Linked DNA regions of Mus musculus: regions 1 and 2 are each linked to region 3. Evidence: chromatin contacts called from public HiChIP or PLAC-seq and capture Hi-C data. All regions are on one chromosome and are shown on one strand. Each heading gives the region's core, a stretch centred on a gene start, on an enhancer-like site or on the middle of the called end of the contact. The rest is flanking DNA. Distances are from core to core; before and after follow the strand shown. Region 1 holds the start of Zfp697 (zinc finger protein 697). Region 2 overlaps Spag17 (sperm associated antigen 17). Region 3 holds the start of Tbx15 (T-box 15).

Region 1 (3,836 bases), core at 462-2,961, 870 kb before region 3:
ATAGCCAACAGATCAACAAGGACGTCTGCGAAGTAAACAGTACTATCCACTTGCTCCTCATCAGTTCTGCACCTTGAATTAAACCAGCCATTTATCCCATGGCGAAAGGACTCTAGAAGAACGATGATAGCATTCTTAGATACTCTGTTCTTAAACACAGACTAAGGCCCTCTCTTAAAGGTCCCTACTTCTTCTGAGTTGAAATGGGAGTTGACAAATGGAAACTCAAATTGTGACTTTCTGATTGTGTATGCATGCAGGTATTACCTGTGGCCAGAGTCTTGCTAGATAACCCATATTAACTTTGAACTCCATACCCTCCTGCCCCAGCCTTCTGGGCGGTGTCACTACACGGGGCTATTGCCAGATTATTTTTCAAGTATTCTAGAAAATCTTAGGACCCATCCTTTCCTTGATTGACTTACTATACCCTTCCTGCCATCCTTTGGTAAAATGACTCAGCTCAGCTTTTAGTCATTTAGTTTTTGTGTGTTTGCTTTTTGCTTTCAAGACAAAATTTTCCTGTTTAGCCCTGGCTGTCCTAGACCTCCCTCTGCAGACCAGGCTGGCCTATAACTCACAGAGATCTATCTGCTTCTGCCTCCTGGGTGCTGGGATTAAAGGTGTGCTCCACCATCCGGCTTGTCATTTAGGCTCTCACATATGTAATTCATGAAGTTTATTTTTTATCTCTCAATTACTTCTCTTAAAAAGAAGCCTGGGCAGAGGCCAACAGTGGAGAAAAGGGATGTCACCAGGCCAGGATCTAGGAATGATCAGCTCTGCATGGTTTTTAGGGCAAAAGTGCTAAGATCTTTAAGGAGCCTGGATACCAGAAGAGCAGCCAAATGTTTTTCTTAAACAGGCCACAGCCAGAGTCCTGACTGCATAGAGTTGTGGTTCTCAACCTTCCTAATGCTGCGACCCTTCATGTTGTGGTGACTCCTAACCATTATTTTCATTGCTACTTTATAATTTTGTTACTGTTTATCAACTGTAATGTTGATAAATATCTGTGTTTTCTGATGGTCTTAGGCCACTTCTGCGAGAAGACCATTTGATCCACAAGGGGTCGTGACAGACAGGTTGAGAAACACTGAGCTAGAGAACCTGGGAGGTGAAAAAGTTGGTAGATGGACAGAGCACTGGCCACGCATGCAGGGGGCTTTAAGGTAGATTAGCGCACAACAGAAACAAAGCAAAACAACAAACTCGGGTTGGTATACACCTGAAGAGTAGGAAGAAGAATCGCGGTGAGTTGTCTAGGTGAGTCCCAGGCTAGGCTGAGTGTCAGAGTATGCTCGCCTCCCCCAGCCTCACCTTATGGAAGACCATCTATTAGAAGAAGAAGCGGGGGTGGGGTGGGGTGGGGTGGGGTGGGGGAAGCCGACGTAAAGAGAGCATATCACAAAGTTCACTTCTAAAGAAAAGGCCGCTCGCACTGCGCGCCCAGGGCAGCAAGCGTGTGAGGGCAGCATGCGTCTGCAGGATCGCGACTCTACCAAGCGGCGGCGGGTCGGCCATCGGCTCCGAGCTACTACAGCCCGACAGGGTCCTCTCCTCCAGTCCTGGGGTCTGAGTAGAGCCCCCGTTGTTGCTGCGGTGGCAGGAAGTCTCGGTGAACTACAAATCGAGGCATGCTGGGAACATTCCCTGCTCCTCCCAGGAAATGTCCTTTGTCCAGCCCCACAGGAAGCCCCAGCGAGGAGGTAGTGGGCAGCCAGCCCGAGTGCCAGCCCGCGGTTGCATAGCCTCAGCACCGGGCGCCAGGCTTGGGCAGTGCGCTCAGAGCTGCCCGGCGCATCACAGGTAGGAGCGCTGCTGCGGCTGGGCGCGCCGGCTTCGCGGATAGGGAGCTGGGAACCTGAGCTGATCATCTAGGGGCTGGGATGTGTGCTGTGGCTGAGCTGCCGCGCGAAGCTGTCCTTCGCACACTGGACTGTGGTCCGCCACCCCGTGGGCTCAGGAACCAAGGACAGAAGGGGACCCTTCGTGTCCTATAGCTGGGTTGAGCTCCCTTTGGTCTCTGTGGCGAGGGGAGGGGAGGAGGAGGCTGAGACTGCGCTGCCAGAGCAAGTCGGACCGTCCCACAGACCACCGAAGGGGGCATCAGAGACCCTGGGAGACCAAGCCCAGGGAGGAGCTTGCAAGACAAGCAGAAGGTGAAAGGCTTTGTGTGCATCGGTGCATCAGCTTAGATCGTGCTCCCTTTGCCTACTAAGTCAGTGCCCCCAGCCCCACTGTGAGGAAGGGGATGAAGGCGGGGACTTTGCGAAGGTCAGCAGGTTCATTTTGGCCCTTGTGAAACGTGTCTGTTACCTGCTCCTCCCATCTGTCTGACCGATTCGGATTGCCACCTGGGGGCTGCGATCGGACTGGGAGAAAGGTACAATGAGGACCTGCGAAAGGAAGGCTGAGCTAGCCAGCCGCGCGTGGCTCAGGAGGGGTCGTTGTCTGGTTTTGCTAGAATCCCCAACCACAAATATCCACGTTGGCTGATCATGGGCAGGTGGTGGACAGAGCTGGAGCCTGCGGCCAGAGAGCTTATTGAGGCTCAGGTGGCCTGGGGTGAGGCATATGTTAGCATGAGGGATGGTGAAGAGGAACAGTGAGACAGAGACCCTGGATGTACCTTACAGCCAGAGCACACAATAGCAGGTCTCTAGAACGGGACTTTAAGACTTCCTCTGGGACTTCCTCTGATTTAACCTTTATTTTCTTAACCACGCCCCCATCCCCCCCCCGCAGTGAATCAGCCACCCCCCACATGAGTATGAGGCATAATTTAATTTAGTGCTGTAATCCTGCCTGTTGAGTCAGGCTCCGTTGGCTGTCAGCATTCCCATATAGTGGGTCTCTTCCCAAGAGACCGTTGTGGTAAATGTGGCAATAGCTAGCGAGTTGGTGGTCTTTGTGAGCTGCTATGGACAAATGGGCAAGTTTAAACACAACCGGAGTGTGACTCCCATAAGGGAATTAATTCACCTGCCTCTGATGCCTTTCTGATCTTCTATGTGTATACAAGTGTGCATCCCTTCTCTTAAGGAAACATATGGTGATTACTTAATGTATAATGTACTTTAAAACCAAAGGAATTCCTCTTGAGTAGTAGGCGGATTATTTCAGGTGCACGGGGGGGAAAAGGATGCTTTGGACCCTGGATTAATGGCTTGTAGGGGGTGGAAGGCTTTTCACTGGCACTGTTAGATAAGACATGTGAACTAAGTTGGAATGAACTAACTGGAATTGTACAGGCAGCCAATGTTAGATAAAATGAAGAAAGAGTGTCTGCATCGGAAAAAGTTCCCGGTTGTACACACTGGCTGTGCTTGGAGGAGGTAGGATCTTTAGGGGAGAAATTGACAGTCCAAGAGACAATGACCTGAGATTGAACCAAGACCATACAGTGAAAGTCAAGCTGCCTTCCAGGTCACTCAGGAGAAAAAAAAAAAAACATGATGGCATTCAAAACCTACTGGAATTAAGGAGTGAGTGACAAGAAGTCAGAAAACTCAAAGGGCGCAGCTAAATTGAAGGGACCGGGTGACCTCACTGGAGGCTGTATGTCTGAGGCTGATAGATTTGCATAGCATTTCCCTCTCCTCCTGCCAAGAGCTCTTTGGATTTCTCCAGAATCTACTTACTCGACTGCCTAATTTTTAGTGTCCTGGGAAAGGAAGGAGAACTTGTGGAAGTTGGTTTCAAGGAGGACACAGTAAGACAAGCAAAGGGCTTGTCTGCTTCCCAAGGGACAGAAAGCCACAGCATCGTGCAGGAGTCCCGGTCGCAGCCCTGTGTGGGTGCCCCGAGTGCCATTTGAAACATTCTCTCTAAGC
Region 2 (3,701 bases), core at 442-2,941, 710 kb after region 3:
TTCCAAAGTGTTCTGTAAGAAAGAACTCTCTTAAGCCATCTCTTAATCCCAACCCCCTTTTCAGTTTTTAATTCCTTAAAAGGAATCCTTCACACAAAGGTCCTCTGAGGACTCTTCATCTGAAGCCAAACCTGGCTTCTGACTTTGCGAGTAACGATGTGAAAGCAAGAAACCGCTGGTGGAAACTCACGTGTACAGACCTTCCTTTGCTGCTTCGACAGGGGTTGGCCCATGTGCCACAAGCAAAGGTTCAGTCTCAAGTTTTAAATTGGCACAGACTTGTTATCTTTAATTTTGTTAATTATTCTAAGGTCATTCCAAACAGCCATGTCTGGAATCACATCACTTCAGAGAAGGCCTAGAAGGAAGGTGTTCCCATCGCTGAGGCTGCCACTGGTGTGCAGAGCTGTCTGTGGGCACCTGTAGCACTGAGTGGTTTCCTCATGGACCATTAGCGCCAGCCTAGAGGAGGCATTCCACGGGCCTGCATCACCTTCTACTCTACCCGCTTTGCATCCACAGATCATGGAGTCAGTGTCCCATCACCCATCTCTCCACATCAAAAGTAGGACATCACTAAAACTTTGATGCCATGCCAGGTTTTTATTGAGCCCCAGAACTCTAGAGTTTTCAGATTCGCAAACTAACTTTTACAGCCTGTAAAACTTTCTCTCTGCAAACTTTTGGTTGTGCTTCTAGTACATTTGAACCCAGTGAGAGTCCATGGACTCCTGGAATCAAGAGGCTACAAAGCATGAGCTGCTACATCCAATCCATTACCGTAACACTAGGCAGATTTCACCCAAACCTCTCTGGGCGCAGGTGAGAATCCTGTCTTCACAGATCACCAGGGAAAAGACTATACTGCCAACCTAGGTAGCCCAGTCCATCACCAGCTCCTTTCAACACTGACATGATCTTTGTACTCCATAGGAATGAATGTTTCATACCAGGCTGCTATGAGCTTTAGAACCCCAAATTTGAATATTTGGTACCAAACGTCACAAAGCAGCTTGATTGTTAGCACATTATTCAGCCACTATTGAAAAATGGCATTTCAAACCAAATATTGACACCCACACCTTGGGCTGGATCCACCTTCATTTCCTAATAAGTTCCTGGGTAGCAATCTCCTTAGGATCCCAGGACATCCTGCATCTGATCATTGATAAATGGAGAGTCCATTTTCTTGGTCCTTAAAATCACAGCTATCATTCCCTTTCCATATTGTGTGCCAGCAGGACAGAGCCTGCCATGAGAGGTAAGCACTGTGCCCCTGGGGAGTACTCCTCTCCCTCCCCCCACCTCTGTCTCTCACACACATGCACACACACAAACACAGACACAGACATGCTCACACGTGCATAAACACACACACACATGCACACAGCTTTTGGTTTCTGGTTTGCTGCTTTGTTGTTTGGAAAGGAAAGCTTTAAAGACATCCTCTCCCTGGGTTTCTCATTGTGCAATGCAGAGCAGGGACCTCTATAGTCTCTACAAGGTCCAATTACATTGTTGGCACTTGAAGATCCACAGGGCCTTCTCCAGCTCAAAGCAAAATATGCACCTCCCTTTCTTTAAACGATTTCCCTTGGCAAAGGGGAAAGTCAAAGAGACTGGACTAGTCATGGAAACCCTGACCCAGGAACTAATGTGAGCTTCAGACAAGACACAGCCCCAGAGAAGCAGTGCACACGGTCATTGTCTGAGATCGAGGGCCTGAAATTGACACCATATGTACCCAAGGAGCGATTGCTCCAAGGGGTGGGGAGAGAAAAGCCATATGTCAGAACATTGTGGCAACACCTAATTCATCCTGAGGTTATAAATAAATATGATGCTCCTTTTTTTTAAAAAAGCAAAGGTTGAAAAATCTTTAACTAGATTGCTTCTGTGACCATCCTTCAGGCAGAAGTGGACTTTATTAGAGAGATAACAGGAATAAAGAGAAACATGTAACAACTTTTATGGTATATTTTACATGATTTTTTTTTGCAGTAAATAAAGTGGTTATAGGGCTCCAAGGAAAAGAGCCCAGATGTTAGAGAGTTGTGTGAAATTTAGGGGAAACAAGCTGTAAAAAACACAGCCATAAAATAGGCTGTCAGTGCCACACATCTGGACAATACAGCTGTATGTTCCTAGTGCCTGTCGTCACCCAAAGAAAACTCAATAACCTTATTTCACCCCAATTAGTCCACATACCAACAGGATCAACATTAAGCAGCCAGGGATGGGGGCGGGGGGATGCAGTGCAGCATTTATATGGTGGCCCTGTGTCAAGCAGTTTTATCTTTCACCTGAATTTGGTCACCATGAAAAAAGGGACTGCCAACATAGTCATTTTCACTATTATAAAACTCGATTCAATTCTAACATCCTAATAAGTCAAAGACTGACAGTTTGGACTGCCAGCTACTCCAAACAACATCAGACTCTCTATAGCACGAAAGCTACCTGTCATGAAGCAGACTGTGTCCACTAAGTACAGTCCTGGGAGTCTGACACCACTGTACAAAGTGTTCACCACCTTGCTGAAGACGGAGCTGGTAATGAAATGACCCAGCCTTGATGGTCCTGGACACATTTCCCATCTACGAGTTTGTCTGGTAACAGCCTGTCTTTCCATTAAGACAAATATCACAAAGCATCAAGCATCCTGTCATCCTCTTATCACTGAGAGACCTGATCAAAGATTATACAGTGTTGTCTTTCCTAATAACTGTTTCTTTCTAGGTGTTCCTGGCAGCAAAGATAATCATGGAGAGTGGAGAGAAACTAACCTTACCATTGATAGGGAAACTCTTGAAGTGTCAACTTCTCCATATTAAATCCAAGGACCAGCAGAGACGAGAAAATGAAAAGAAGGTACCATATGGAACATGGGTTCCCCAGAGCTCAGAAGCTAGTGGGTGGGACAGTTAAAGATCCCCCCCCACACACACACACACTTCCTAAGCCTCTATAGTGTGTGTTGTGGCAAGCCTGAAAGTCTCCTCTACTCCTTAGGGAAGCAGCTGCTCACTCATGGGTGTATTGGATGAGTTGTTATAATACATATTATGTCCCCTTGTTTGTGAAAATGGCAATGTCCAGAACATGTAATCAAGGTGGTTTTATGGTAGAATCTTTAATATTGTAACAAGAATGGGGCCCATATCACAAGTAAATATCAAAACAAGGGGAAAAGAATTGCCAAATTGGGATATATTTAAATTGTCTGTGATATAGACTAGGAGTGTTTATTAGCCTGTCAAGCACCCTGCCCTTTCAGAGCAAAGTGACAGCTTCAGCAACAACCAGTCACTCCTGCTGCCAGATCCTCTCTCTGATCTTTTTCTTCCCACATAGGGAAACTTTTTATTTACTCTGCCTATAGAAATCAGTGTGCTTTTAAAAATTTACATTTGCTTCTGAAAAAAAAATACTTTAAACATGCAGAATGATGCCCAATTCAGAGCCATTTGTTATGATCACTACTAGGAATGAGAAAGGCTTTCCTCCATTTTCAAATTATGCTGAAATATTTTTGTGACAGCAGATGCTTCTGTACGCAGTGTGATGTGTGTCCACATGCATAAGTGATAGATTAGAAGGTGAGTTCTTTGTGACCTTGAGTAGGAAGGACAAAAAAAAAAAAAAAACAACTAATGGAAATAGAAAAGGTAAATATATTCCCATTATGCCTTCCTTACCTT
Region 3 (4,108 bases), core at 887-3,386:
GGGACTTTCAAGTCATAGAAAGCTCCAGGAAGGCCCTGGAACCCAGGACTGACAGCAACATACCCATCAAGGAAGGCTCTTTTTATGTTTGCCCTGCCACCAGCTTTCTCTTGTCTAGGCTAGAGCATGATTTGAGGGAAATTTAAAAAAATAAAAGTTAGTCCTACCTCTTAAAAGGCCAGTGAACATTCAATCCATGGTTGTTGCTTCCAGCAGCAGAGGGCTCTTAATGATAATGGCAGGAACTAAATTTCCTTGGTTCTTGGGTCAGGCAGGGAAATGTGGCCTTTCAGAGGTGGCACAATGTCCCTTTCCTCCTTCCCTCAGCAGCTAGTTCTTTGGAGCCGCTCATAGGCTCTGTACTCCATCTAACTTAATTACTCAGACCTTGCTTAGCGCCTGGCTAGACTTATTGCTGGGCCTCCCGGTTGGTGCTAAGTTTTCCTCCTTTCCCAGCTTCATAGCCTCAGGATAGAATTATTTTGACCAGGAACTTTGGAATGGGGAAATGAGGCTTTTAGGCCTCTGCTCTGAAATAGGAGATTTTTTATTCTTTCTTTCCCTCTTTCTTCCTTCCCTCCGTTCTCTTTTTGGCCTCCGTATAAGTCTGCGATCTGAGGCCTTATGCCATTTATCCATGAGGATAAATAACTTGGTGAGCGGTTGGATAACAAAAATGGTGGGGGATGTTGTTTTAAGTTCCTAGGTTATCTGTGGTGAATGAACGGTCCTGAAAGCTTTAAAAGTGAGGCGTGGGAGCAAAGGGAGATCATTAGTAAGAGATGAGAGCCAAGTTCTGGAGATGAGGGGATTTGAAGAAATTTTGAAAAAGTTCCTTCCCAGCTATCAGAAGTCTTATCTATCTCCCCCCCACCCCCAACCCCGGCACCCGCTGTGGGTTCTTTGGAATAAGAGCCCGGGATAGGCGAAGCGCAGCTCAGAGTCTGCTGCGCTATGAAAGTTACTATTTGTGTGGTGCAGGGGCCCAGTCTAGCAGGGTAAGTTTGCAGACCCCGAGGCAAGCTAAGCGGCCCATGCAGGTCTCTTAACTCTCAGCGTGTCTGTCTCCTCCCTCCATCAGGTAGAACAAGGAGCGTGAAGTCCTGAAATGTTCAGTTATAAGGCCGAATGGCAGCAGGAAAATTTTTTGTTGTTGTTGTTTCGTTTTGCCTTAACCGGACCCGCTTAGAAAGTCATTGATCTGGAACACAGTAGAAACCTGCGTAGAGAAATTTGGGCAGATCTCAAAGCCCCTGGGGGCATGGGTGATATGATCAGAAATATCTTCTGCCTTTTTTTTTTTTTTTTTTTTTTTTTTTTTGAGGAGAGGGACAGGTTAGCATTTTGTCACAGCATCAGCTTCCCAGATCTGCATCTGAACTGAGTATGATAGCTAGCTCTATTAGATCCTGAGAGTTTGGAAGGAAACTGTATGGATTCGTATTTGGACTTGTAGAGTCTATAAGGGCGAAGATCAGATTTTGACTTTGAGCTGTCCCGACTGCCCTCCTCCTACAGAGAAACAAGTCGGGTGCCGGGAAGCCAGGGGTTAAAGTTGGCAGAGAAGCATCCTGGGGATGGCCAGCGCACAGCCTTGGCCCGAGCCTCAGTCTCTCCCTTCTCCCCATTGGCCCGAGCTCTCGGGCTTTCTCTTGTTCCTTTCTTGCCATTGGCTGGGGGCTGGCTTTCCTCCCCTCTGCCTTTTTCTGCTCCCCCTCCCTTTTCCCTCACCCCTCGGACAGGAGCTCACTGCCTACCCCCTGTTCCTCGGGAAGGGAGGAATTCAGGGGGGAAAAGTTTCCCAGAAGTTTGGATCAGGGAAGGACGGGAAGAACGAGTGGGGAAGGGGGAGAGGGAGGAGAAAAAGGAAGAGGGAGTGAATTTAAAAAAAAAAAAAAAAAAGAAAGAAAGAAAAGAAAAAAAAAAAAGAAAAGATGAAGTTCAGTCAGCAGAGTTTGTGAGCGCCTGCCCGGGTGGGTGGGGAGCTGGACTCAGTGCTCCATGCAACGGGCGGGCGGCGTTCCCCGCGCTAGTTCCTAGAGGCTGGGGCAGCTGGGGGCACCGGTCTGATCCGGCGGTCGAGGGCGGGGGAGGACACGGAGGGAGGGCGCAGATCACCCGCGGAGCCGCCGCCCCAGTTTCGGCCGCGGCGCCGCCGCCTCTCCAGGGCCGGGTCGGCGGGCGCTCGGAGCGTGCGGCCGCGGGGCTGCCAGCTCAGTAGCGCGGGCTAGAGGAGACCCGGGTGCGGGCGGCTAAAATGAGTGAACGGAGAAGATCTGCAGTCGCCCTGAGCTCCCGAGCACATGCCTTCTCCGTTGAAGCCTTGATCGGCTCAAATAAAAAGCGGAAACTGCGAGACTGGGAGGAGAAGGGGCTGGACTTGTCCATGGAGGCGCTGAGTCCCGCAGGCCCACTCGGAGACACAGACGACCCGGCGACACACGGCCTGGAGCCCCACCCGGGTGAGTGTGTCGGATCGGACGACGGGAGGCGGGTGGAGAAGGAACACCAGCCGGTATCCCCGCGAGTGGAGGGAGGCCCTGCCTGCTGACTCCCTGCCTCACTCCGACGGGGGTTCCTTTTTCTTGGCATAAATACCTTGAGCCTCCCTAAATTCGCCGGAACCAATTTGGGGGCCTGGCCCGAGCCTTGCATTTTAATCGCCAATTTCAAGGCCTACTTGCGTCCATCCCCCTTCTCTTGTGTCAGAGACTGAGGGCTGCGGGTCCCTGGGTTTGAAAGAGCTCAGTCAAAGACACTGGAGAAAGAGCCCAGTGGATCTGAGACTTGCTTCCGTGCTTCTGAGAGCCCCCGAGTGCTGCCAGACGAAGCCTATAAGGCAGCCATGGGAAATGTTCCGGTTTTCTCTTTTAGTTTCTCTCTCAACTAAGTTTTAGATGGTGGAGTATAATTATTTCTATTTCACTGGGGACATAGTAGATAGACACTGTATCCTGAGACCCAGGTCTTTAATCCGTGCCCACATCTCAGTATTTGGGTGGGTGCACGTTTCAACTAATTTTCTTAGATCTCTCCATATTGTACATAATTAATATGCACAAAACACTTAAAACTCAAGGCGGATGTCAATGTGTGTATTTTAACAGAACCCTAAGAGGGAGAAAACAGCTTCACATTTTGTATTTAGTGCCAAGATTTCAACAGTGCAAAACAGCCCGGGGGAACAGCTGTTGTCAAAATCCTGTAAGCACGCTCACAAACACTACACTCATAACTCGGTTTAGCGGCTTCAGAATATTTTCAACAACTAGTATTTTCAGCCCAGATTTCTAAGGCCCTGCAGAAGGTGTCCCTGCGGACCAGCTAGGATCCAGGACTAGACTCCTTGTCCTACACGGCTTGGGGGTGGGGGGGAAGAGTCAGGCAGCCGCCCACACAGGAATGGGAGCAGCAGTAGGCTCGGGAGCTTGAGGATCCTGGCCTGAAAGCTAGCCAAAGCCCGAAGAGGGACAGCTGTCGCTTACATTTTCTCTTTCAGCAGTGACAGTTCAGTTTCCACGCTCCCGAGGCTAATAATAACTCGATTAGCCAGAGACCTGCAGAGACAGAGTTTCATGAATTCTCCGTGTTCTTGCGGCCCGTTACGGAATTTGGGTTTAGTGCTGGGGAATTATTTTTATTAGTCGATGAAAAGAAAATTAAAAGGAGATTTATTTCATCCATCCACGACTTTCTCTCTTTGGGAGCAAGGGCAGGTCCACTCGGTCTGCTGTGTGGGCAATCCAGGAAGGAACCGAAGATAGCTAATATGTGTCCTCTATTCTGCCATCCCGTCACCCAATTTATCTGTTGTCAGGATTTCAGTAAGGGTCTGTACAGTTATTGGAATGACTTATGGCAACTTTCGATTTGGGAATCTCTTGTTATTTTATCTTCCTGACAGTGGATAAGGGAGAAATTATTCGATTTAGGAAGACTGATGTCAAGGGTGCTTTTCTCTGGGGGAAGAGTCTGGGTTGCTGGGAGTGTGTCTGGTGTGTCTAAGCTCAAAAGGGCCGGCATGTGGGGGTCTCTGAAACCATTGGTATAGTTCAAAGCTCTCTCCTTCCGTCTTTCTCACCCATAAGTGAGGGAAGCAAAGAGAGGA

What was found. HiChIP or PLAC-seq counts read pairs in DNA pulled down with a chosen protein or histone mark. Capture Hi-C pulls out chosen DNA fragments and counts their contacts.
Region 1: a contact with region 3 is called in a capture Hi-C map of embryonic stem cells, with 3 times the contacts expected there. The contact joins the promoter of Zfp697 here to the promoter of Tbx15 in region 3. A contact is called at or near these places in 1 of 39 promoter capture datasets (embryonic stem cells), 1 of 115 datasets of contacts at active chromatin or transcription factors (embryonic stem cells) and 1 of 9 other capture datasets (embryonic stem cells).
Region 2: an H3K4me3 HiChIP or PLAC-seq map of embryonic limb bud shows a contact between it and region 3, with 5 times the contacts expected there. The contact joins the enhancer-like site here to the promoter of Tbx15 in region 3. A contact is called at or near these places in 1 of 39 promoter capture datasets (neural stem cells), 9 of 115 datasets of contacts at active chromatin or transcription factors (craniofacial prominence, embryonic forebrain, embryonic hindbrain and 5 more) and 1 of 9 other capture datasets (embryonic tail).

Annotation. Positions count from the first base shown.
Region 1 is chr3:98,380,770-98,384,605 of GRCm38.p6, forward strand. It overlaps Zfp697 (zinc finger protein 697), which reads left to right and starts at 1,712. Exons shown (of 3, transcript NM_172863.4): 1 at 1,712-1,809. It also overlaps a transcript of Gm52610 not described here.
Region 2 is chr3:99,964,355-99,968,055 of GRCm38.p6, forward strand. Spag17 (sperm associated antigen 17) reads left to right here. Exons shown (of 49, transcript NM_028892.4): 4 at 2,740-2,871. Among named protein-coding and RNA genes, the nearest start is that of Spag17, 81 kb to the left of the region's middle. Within about 2 kb of position 1,692, at least 11 of the 459 cell types and tissues checked have an H3K27ac peak or open chromatin away from gene starts, as enhancers often do. A contact at or near this core is called in craniofacial prominence and embryonic limb bud, where this site is marked.
Region 3 is chr3:99,251,624-99,255,731 of GRCm38.p6, forward strand. It overlaps Tbx15 (T-box 15), which reads left to right and starts at 2,137. Exons shown (of 8, transcript NM_009323.2): 1 at 2,137-2,462. The coding sequence starts at 2,258.